2 separate regions of the Aedes albopictus genome follow, and region 2 is linked to region 1. A link is a contact called in public Hi-C data. All regions are on one chromosome and are shown on one strand. The core of a region is the stretch at or near the end of the contact, and the rest is flanking DNA. Distances in the headings are between cores, read along the strand shown.

Region 1 (5,087 bases), core at 1,164-3,663:
TAACCTCACTTTTTACCTGTGCACCGACCATAAAACTTGCAATTGCAGGGGATTTATTATCAAAATCGAAATAGAAATGAGTGAAAGCAGCTATTCTCGTCATTTTCTAATTATTACAAGCAAATTTGTTAAAAAAATTCAAGAATTTATACTTGGTGCACAGGTAAAAAGTGAGGTTACGCGACGCCACTGATTCCCGGTGGAATTTCTGAAGGAATTTCGGGAGGAATTCACTGATGTTTTTTTCTGGATGTACTCCTAGCGGAGTTTTCTGGAGAGTTTTCCTAAGTTATTTTTTAGATTTTTCGGAGTAATTTATGGAGTAATTTCCAGAGGAATTTATTTAAGAATTCATCACGCAATTTCTGGATGAATTTGCAGTGGAATTTCTCGAGGAATTCTCAGAGCAACTACTGGAAAAAATCCTGGAGAAATTTTTTGAAGGTTTGCCGATAGCTAGGCCGATAGAATTTGTGGAGGGATTACCGAAGACATTCCTAAAAGAATTCCCTAAGGAATTTTAGAAGGAATGCACTGAGGAATTTCCGAAGAATTTCTGGAGGAATTCCCAGAGGAAATTCTGGAAGAACTCTCAGAAGAACTTCATCCTGGTTTACCGTTTCTTGCGAATTAAGCTCCACTATTACCTCTCCAGACACAATCCCAGCATACGAAAGCTTCTTCTTCTTCTTCTTACCGGGTTTCGTTGAGGGCAACAGTTCCTCTGATTACAAATGAAAACATGAGAAACACGTCTCTTCAATCCTTCATAATATATTCTTCCTTTCCGGTTGGAAACGTCGATCTATGATGGGATTCTCGGACTCCAGTGTGCATTTGATCGAGGCCAAGCTCCGCAGGGAACGTTTCTCGGATCATGCGTTGCACTTTCCCAAACTTTTCCAGTTCCAAAGACAAATTATCATCGAATGTATCGGATATTGACGCCTGCAATAGACATCCGCACTTCTATTGAATGCCCATTTGAACAGGCAAATCTTCTTGGCTCTGCGTTCTTCCGCAACGACTTCTCAATGGTATCCCGCGACACAAACTTCACGAATAATGAACGATTATGTGCTGTTTTATATGCAGTTTCCATCTGCAGCAAATCCTTGTCCAGCCTCTTCAGGAAATCCGCAATTTCCACCCAGGATGGCCGTGGGCTACCCGGCGGGAAACGGAACGGAACCGCATTAACGAACATTTCGCTCATTTCAATATTTTTTGTAGCCACACCACCAACACTTTGATCGACCGACGAACAAAGCAAAGCGATAAACGATATCCAATGCCTAGCAGCGCCAACTGTAGACAAAAAGACAACCTGAGCAAAGAGCACAATCCGTCTGTATCGAACCACAGCTGCGACAGAACTGAAATGTAGCATCTCATCATACAACAATCCAGGTCATTAGTACATATCTAGTACTTCACCGATCGCGTCCTGTTGGCTCTAAAAGACACTACGGTCGAGAAAGATGCACCACGTGCAGAATATACCAGTGCGGTTCTCTACGGATATGATATATGGTCACGTCGCGGGGGTGCATTGATTGTAACAGTAAAATCCAATCCAAGGAAAAAAAGTTTAAAACATCATGTTATTGATGAAGCAGCCTAGGGCTTAATATCTCTATTATAAAGTAATAATAAGTAATTATTATTATTGTAACATATTAAGAACCGATCATAAACCATGCGGACTTTTTGGGGGAGGGGGGATCTGGCCCGTCTCCGCTCCATATAAATTTTAAAACATTTTTCATAGACGCAAATCTACGAGAGAAATGATGGAGCATAAAGTTTTTGGCAACACTCCATAATCTACCCAAAACTACACAACACCGCTTTACACATTGTTTTATCTCAATTTTATTGATGAGGAACCATACCTGTCTCCTGAAAGCATGCTTATCCTTTTCTAGAAACTTATCAATTTCACGGGATTTATACCGCTGCTCCAGCTCCTCCGGACTGACCCGTAGCCGCAACAAGTATCCAAATAAATCGCCACAGCAGGACCGGGAGCAGGACAACTTCGATAAGGCGCCTTCGCCGGCTCCCCCGCGCCTTCGGTTATTCACTGTTGCCATTTTCAAAATGCATCACTTATCACCATCATCATCATCTTTATTGATAGCAGCCAATCTGCATCACCATCATCAACACTTTTCTTTTGATTGACCCCTTCAAACTGCACAATCCCAACTGCTCGATTTACGTCGTCGCACTGTTACCGAGATTGATCTTCCACATCAAAGCACCAACACAGCTGTGCCTCCGATCAAAACAAAACAACACAATATCGAGCAGCCGCACCTCGAAATTCGAGTACTTGCTACTCTTCCACACTTTTTATCACTGACACTGTAGTGGAGCTGCTCGTTTCGATACCCCTCTCGTAGTATTGGTGTGATCTGACACACACATGCACGCCCTTGCAGCCACCAAGAAAACACGCCCGTGACAAGCAGAGGAGAAACGGATCCCACGAAACGTCACTCTCGCGAAAGGAAACTCGTCGTCGTCGTCGAACGAAGAAAAAAGACCTCGACGGTGGTCACTTTTCTCGGGCGAAATTTCCTCCGAAACCGGACCGGGAATGGGTGAATTTCACCACACCGAGCCACAAAGCACATTCAGACGCACTTTCCGTACACTTTCGATGCGGATTTCGATCGAAAACACGTCATTATCAGCGTAATTTATCGCGAGCGAATCTTCATCAACACCGACCGAGCCGAGCTGTTTCACGTATACTAAACGAAGCACTGCTCGATTCGCGGGAGCTGCTGGCCAGGGCACGAGCCCGTGGTGCGAAAGTCGAGCACATCGCACAACGCATGCGAAAGGGGGTGGATGTGTGAGTGGGTGAATATTTCGCTACGAGGTGATAAGCAAAAATGAACCTGTGAGAAATGCGACTGAGATGGATTCTACACAAGGGTAAAGAACAGCTAAGTCTCGATATTTTGAACAAAATTCTTTCAATGTGATTAATTAATAATGTAATCACAGACAAACAGACGTATCACTTTGAATAAAATGCGATACAAATCATCGTCACGCAAGCATAATCGCCCAATGCTAATAACACTGTGGTTCGCAAAACCACTGAGTAGATGGCGGCAGTGTACAAACGTCAAACAGGAGCGAAAACGATGCGAGCACCATGAGCGAGAGATTTGCGAACTACAGAACATTTAAATAATCCGTTAAAAAGTGAAACGATGGGAAATGAGTAGAGTGAGACGTCTGTTTGTCTGTGATGTAATGCTTCAGGTCGAAATCTGAAGTAACCAGGGATGCGAAAATTGAGTTTTAACTTACTTTTAAATTTCGTCACTTGATTTGGACTAGTGCAGCTGTAGCTTTTAATTAGTTTAATGATACACAACAGGGAAAAATATGTATCAAAACGATTGATTGATTAATCTTTATTGTGGATACTTTCATCCCTTGGCAGAATTCAAATTGACTTCTGTAACTACGGAGACTTAGGGGGCTGCTCCGCAGCCACAGTGACTCTCAATTGCTCCCGGATTCAAGCTCAGTAGCATGAGACCCCTCGAGCTGGGTCTCAGGGCCGGCATGCTACTCGGTAATCGGAGGGGCTTCGCGACAACGTATGAAAACCAAGAATATTCACATTTCTAACACAATTTATTAAAACTCCTAGTGTGTCGTGTGGGTGTTGTTCTGGGTTATAAAGTGTATTAATTTGTTAAGTGTGGCCTAATCTAGATCGTACCGGTACATACCGCTGCCTTGGGTGATTGTGGGTGCGATGGCCGACACAGTGACTTGGATCCTACTGTGCGGCCGGAACTCTCGCCGGAGTGGCGAATGATGGCGGTGTTTCGGCCCGGTACTTGGCCGACGGGACCAGCAGGCGTTGCTGGGAAATGATCGGGTGGCAGGCGTCTTCCCTCGTGGGCACAATCGGCCGGCCGTGGCATGGCCACCTTGGACGGCCGAGAGGGGAACTCCTCCTTAACTATTAAGGCCAACGGCCTGAGGAGATCGTCCTGAACGGACGATGGCGAATCCTTAGCTATTAGGCTCGGAAGCCATCTTGACTTCCGAGCCGCCGTGTGTGACCGTTCTATTCAACGGATACGAGGTCCTAAATCGGATTATAATGTTCCGTCAGGCTGGTTAAAAGGTTTATCTAGACCGAATTACCTGAACGGAGGCAGCTCCCATGTCCTGCCCCTATTCAAAGGGGGGGGGGGGTATCACTTATGACACTGCACTATTATCGGTCTGAACACACGGACGCCTTGATAATTTCTGACCAATCTTCTTAATCGGAAGATGGCCGCGCCCATTGGCACTCATCTCATTGCCTATGCCCTCATCATCTGCCATCTTTGTACCCTTCTATGCGAACTCTTATGTGTCCCTTCAGCAATGTTTTCTGATTAATAGCAGTGAGCTCTCGCTAGGGTGTGATCTACTGTAATAATTTATTATAAAAACGTGAATTTTCTATAGAAACAACCACTCATACAAATAAAAATCTAAAAATTGGAACCAACCGGTTACACTATCCACTACCCCGATGAAAAAATGTAAAAGCACGAAGTGATTTGCATTTTTTTTTGTTTACCAAATCTCAGGGTCGTGGGTTCGGGCCCCACGTTGGGCGCCAATTGTAACTACGGAGACTTAGGGGGCTGCTCCGCAGCCACAGTGACTCTCAATTGCTCCCGGATTCAAGCTCAGTAGCATGAGACCCCTCGAGCTGGGTCTCAGGGCCGGCATGCTACTCGGTAATCGGAGGGGCTTCGCGACAACGTATGAAAACCAAGAATATTCACATTTCTAACACAATTTATTAAAACTCCTAGTGTGTCGTGTGGGTGTTGTTCTGGGTTATAAAGTGTATTAATTTGTTAAGTGTGGCCTAATCTAGATCGTACCGGTACATACCGCTGCCTTGGGTGATTGTGGGTGCGATGGCCGACACAGTGACTTGGATCCTACTGTGCGGCCGGAACTCTCGCCGGAGTGGCGAATGATGGCGGTGTTTCGGCCCGGTACTTGGCCGACGGGACCAGCAGGCGTTGCTGGGAAATGAT
Region 2 (5,087 bases), core at 1,512-4,011, 850 kb after region 1:
CAGGCTCATAGGCATGTACCGGGGGTGGCCAAAATGTTTAAGATAGGCAATATTTTCTCTCTCGCAGGAAAGTTCAACATGCTTCATGTTGATCGAATGCAGTCTTGTTAGAGATCACAGTCATTGGCACCTTTTCGTCGATATTCTGCTGCCTTTGTCTCCGACATTCGCAACACAAGCAATCAAACTACCGTACGAAACAAAAATGTCAAACGAATGCACTTAACCACGATTGCGCCTTCGGGAGACGGTTCGGCTTTTGTTATTCCTGTCTTCTTCCACAATGAGAGCTGTGTTGGCCATATGTGTGTCGTATTCAATTCAACAAGCAATGATAAACTAATATTAACATTCATAATCGGAATTCACTGAAATCCATGCGAAAAGCTAGAATTAGACAAATGTCATCGTGTCAGACGACATTGATTTGACCCTTTTTTATGTTTATTGATCTTCGTCCTACCGCTCGTGTTGTGTGTAAGAGGTAACGGTAGCCAATGAATGTAACGAAGCAAGCTGACACCCGACTGCGGCACCGAAATGAAGGTAGTGGAAAGTGTCGAATGTTTACAAGACTGATTGAATGCATAAAAAATTCTCAAATTTTGACTGTTTGTCAACCTATTTCATGTGTACAAATTGGAGCTCGATTGAGTAATCTTTCGCAAAGCTATAACCGTTCTCGTAAAACACTGTTTTTTGAACAACTAATGTTTAAACTGTCATATCTTGGAAACCAGTGAACTGAATTGAATGAAATTATTACCGTCCGAAATATTTGCTTCTATTCTAAATGTGTTGTAAGAGGTACACATAATAATTTGCAAAGTCATCCGAGTCAGCCCAAGTGCATTATAAAAGTTGTAAGTTGCAGCAAGGCCATGTGACCGTTTGAAGAATAGAGAATTGCACCGATGCCGGGGCACAATCGTAGTAAAACATTAATTGCGCTCGGGTCGTAAAATTATCATTCGGGCCCCGGCTCACACAAAATGACAAAGCATTGCGAACAAATTGGTGCAACTTTTTGCACCAATCGTGAAAAGCGACCGACGAACGAGTGAGAAAAGCAAGAAAATGCCCATTTATGCTAAACGGATCAACACAATTCCCATGGAAAGCGATGGGACCATTCGACTAGTTTTACCTGTCAAAAGTTGAACCCTTCTTGAACACTGTCGTAAACAGCTAGTAAATGCTGTTGTCATTCAGTGCCAAATTGAAAGCTTTCGTTTAGAGCCTTAACCCGACCGAGGGCATTGAACATAAGAAATAGGGTATCGCGCTACTTGGGCGGTGGCTTCTATATTCGTCTGTTTTCCACTATAACTCAGTCAATTTTGAACCAATTGACTTGAAATGTTGTACACGGGTAGATACTATACCTATCTCACTGCATTCCAAAAATGGTGTCAATTGGTTCAAATTTGACTGAGTTATAGCGGAAAACAGACGAAAATAGAAGCCACCGCCCAAGTGGCGCGATTCCCTAAACTGTAGAAGTGTTACTCTTTCAACACCTTTGCATTTGCTGAACGCATTTCAGACGGATAGGGGGTTAAGATAGTTTTCCAACGACATAAACAGTTGAAGCAACTGATGCTGTTATCCAATAATGCTTGCAATGCATCTCGTTACCTGAACAGAGTTTCACAAGTTTACGAAATCTCAATGAGATGCATTTTGCATGGCTCACTTGATCCCCAACACCACATTAAATACTTCATCCACCGAAAGCGCGCGCTTTGTTCATGAACTGCATTTTTTTTTTTCGTAATGATGAATGTTGATCAATTAAATACACCCTTCATCGTTTCCATTCACCCACCCACTTCTAAATTGCATCTCTGACCTGATCGCTGACTGTCGCCACCATCATGGGTTGATTTTTTCTTTGAAATGATACCACCACGATCACCCCTCAGACAGAGGAGATCAGCAAAAGCAGCAGACAGCCTCCTGTCCTCGGACATACCGGTGTCCGGTCCCGGTCCGGTTCGTCAGTGGTATGTGTCTCTGAGCGTCTTCGAATGGCGGCCAGGCAGGCAGCTGAGGAGAATCGAGACGGCGACGACACCGATGACGCGTTGTTGCATCACGACACGGACGATGACAGAAGGAGGAAGAGGAAAAAAACGGATCACAGCAGATTGTGGTGCCCAGGCAAAAACCGGCAGCAACGCATCGTCACAAGGAAAAAGACCCACGATCAAGCGGCATCACCAGTAGACAGAGAATCACACACAACACTGCTTCTTCATGTTTTTTTTTTCTACCCGAAGGCTAATGATTTTGATCTGTTTTGTGTACCTTTTGATCGTTATTTTTTTTCTGTATCGAATTCTTTAGTCTTCTTTATTTACTCACTCTCGCTAGATGACCAACAATCGTTATCGATCAGAATTTTATTGCTACATCCATTCGTCGAACGATCTTTTAACTGATTTCTAAAACGGTTCACTTTTTAATACACATTCGGTTACATCAGAGCCAAGAATCTCACCTTCAATTATTTCCGAAACACTGCACTTTTTATTGTTTCACTTCAGTCACTGTTGCAAACAAAATCACCGGCACCCAAAAAACTGTCAACAAACAAAATTCCGTCACTTTTACCGTTGTCCACAGGCGTCCGACCCGGTCGCGATTAAAACCACGACGCGTGAAAACAAAGCGCACTCTACTCCCCTCGGCAAAACATTCAACACGCACATCCGCGACGACGAAACAAGCGAGCGCAACTGATCTGGCAAAAGCACGGAAGCAGCGACGGACGCGCCAACATCATCACCGCGCGCGGGCGGGTGGGCGAACCGGCGGCGGCTGCAAAAACCCGAACCCATGCCGAATCCAACACCTGTCACGCACACCACCACCTATGCCGGCCCGAACCAAACGTAAACAAACGTGTACGGATGGGCGCCGGCGGCTCGCTTCGGAGCGCGCCGGCACACACACGAACTCGTGCTCGGGACGGGCGGCTAGTTAGACACACGACGACGACGACGCTTTGCCGGGCGGTGGTAAACCGGTCTTCGCGTTTCGTTTTTATGTTTTGCTATTTTTATGTTGCGAAAATCATGTGCTTTGGGTTCAGTTGCAGCTGCTTTTGCTTCCTCTTCGCCGCGTACCTACTACTGACTGTGTCTCGGTCAATGCAAATGCATCGCACCCACACACAAACAATGGAATGAAAGTTGGGTGCGTGTTTTTGGGATGGTTTGTTATTATGCGGGCCAAACCGGAAGTAGCGACTGAGAACGCGAGAATGATGGTAATGTTTCTTTTGTTGCTGCAGGTATCAGTTCTAATGTTGGCGTACAAATGAAAGGATTAAATTTTTGAGAGCATCCATCCAGCAGGGATTCTGGACAGGATGAGAACCAGAAAATATACCGATTTCCTTCCTTGATTCGATTTAATAATACAGGTCGGACTCGATTATCCGGGATTCGATTATCGGGAATTTTAGACTCGATTATCCGGAGTATTTTTATTGAGAATTTTTAAATATTAAATATTAATGCAGAAATTCAAAATCGTTTAATATTATAATACTGTGCTGACCCGATTTTGGGAGGCCTCGATTGCGATTTCTCCAGATATTGTCGGTTTTCTGATCCGATTGTGTTAGTTTTTTTTACAAGAAAAATGTTTTACATTCAGCATACCATTTTACAATCAATGTTAACATAGGTTGATATATTTTGGAATCATATACAAATTACGTAACAAACAAATCTCCCATTTCTTTCGAAAAGAGCCAAACAATTTAAAAATTCGGGAGTAATTCGCGAATAGGGCTTAACTAACAAAACAATAACAATGCGAAAACAACAACCGAATTTTGCTGATCAAATTTCAATTCCTATTTAGAAGTAATACAGAATAATTCAACTTAAATAAGGTTAATTGATACAGTTCTGACATAGTTTTTTGTTTTTCTAAGAACACTGCACGCATTTGATATTTTTTGCACTAAAAATTGCATTTATTTAATTACGCCTGAATTGATACCTGAGAATGTTAATTTCGCCCAATACTATGCGCCTCGAATCGATATAATTTTCAGAATCGCCTTTTACTATTCGCCTTGTTTATGATTTTGACAGAATTTCGCCATTTGCTTTCGCCGTGTTTACGTGTTGATTTCAGTTTCGCCTTTCACTTTCGTAAACAAAACACCAAGCAAAACAAAGGAGTAGAAGGCGTAATTCTTGTTTTTGTTCGTTTGGAATAGAATGAAATTACGCCTTTCACTCAATCAGTGATTTTCAATAGTTAGAAAAGTGATATCAAGGAAATTTTGTGAGCATTTAGAAGACAAATCTAGCTTCTTTTCACTCCAGCAATTACTCAAAGTGTGTACATTTTGTTGGTTACGGCTTTTTCGCTAATTATTACGGAATTCTTTTGAGCGAAAAAAATGCTAAATTTGCGATTGTTTTCAAAATATAATTTACGGTATCCTTTGATAAGGGAAGATTAATTTATTACGTCCATCGTTTGTCGGGATTTCTAGACCCCCCTCCCCCCTCTGTCTCGCTATTTTCCTATACCTAATACACGTACTGTCACACTTTCTTAGAACCCCCCCCCCCTCCCCCCCCCCTCCCAAAATGTAGGACGTAATTTTTGAACGTTCCCTAACAGACGCCAATCCAGGAATTTCCAAAACAATGTCTGCAGAGATTCCTTCAGTTATTACTGCTGGGATTCCTCTAGAATTTTCCAGAGATTTTTTAATGATGAATTAACGGTACAGACTTCCAGCGGTTTGAAGCATCCAAATAAGATGAATTGCTCTTGGTATTCCTTCAAGAATTCCGAATGGAATCCTTCAGTCAGCCTGCCTGGGATCTCTTCAGGAATTACTGCTGCAGATTTTTCCTCACCGTCCTTTACTTAGAATACCACCAGGGTTTCCTCTATAAATTTCCTAAGAATTATTCTTGCGTTTCTTGGAAAGATCGCAGGATTTTCTAAAGTTTCCTCCAGAATGTGCTGTTAGTGGAGCATAAGAAGTCCTTTAGGGAGGAAGTCCCAAAAGTACTGCAGGAATTTCCCCAAGGATTATTCCAGGAGCT

What was found. Hi-C and Micro-C count contacts between places; a contact is called where the count stands out from the background.
Region 2: a Hi-C map of whole body shows a contact between it and region 1, with 9 times the contacts expected there. The contact joins the promoter of LOC109429573 here to the promoter of LOC115262090 in region 1. A contact is called at or near these places in 2 of 3 Hi-C or Micro-C datasets (embryo and whole body).

What each region holds. Positions count from the first base shown.
Region 1 is chr2:18,234,590-18,239,676 of AalbF5, forward strand. It overlaps LOC115262090 (guanine nucleotide-binding protein subunit alpha homolog), which reads right to left and starts at 2,414. Exons shown (of 6, transcript XM_029864064.2): 1 at 1,896-2,414. The coding sequence starts at 2,096.
Region 2 is chr2:19,081,384-19,086,470 of AalbF5, forward strand. LOC109429573 (probable G-protein coupled receptor Mth-like 1) reads right to left here and starts at 2,762. Exons shown (of 10, transcript XM_062849261.1): 1 at 2,504-2,762; 2 at 2,368-2,447.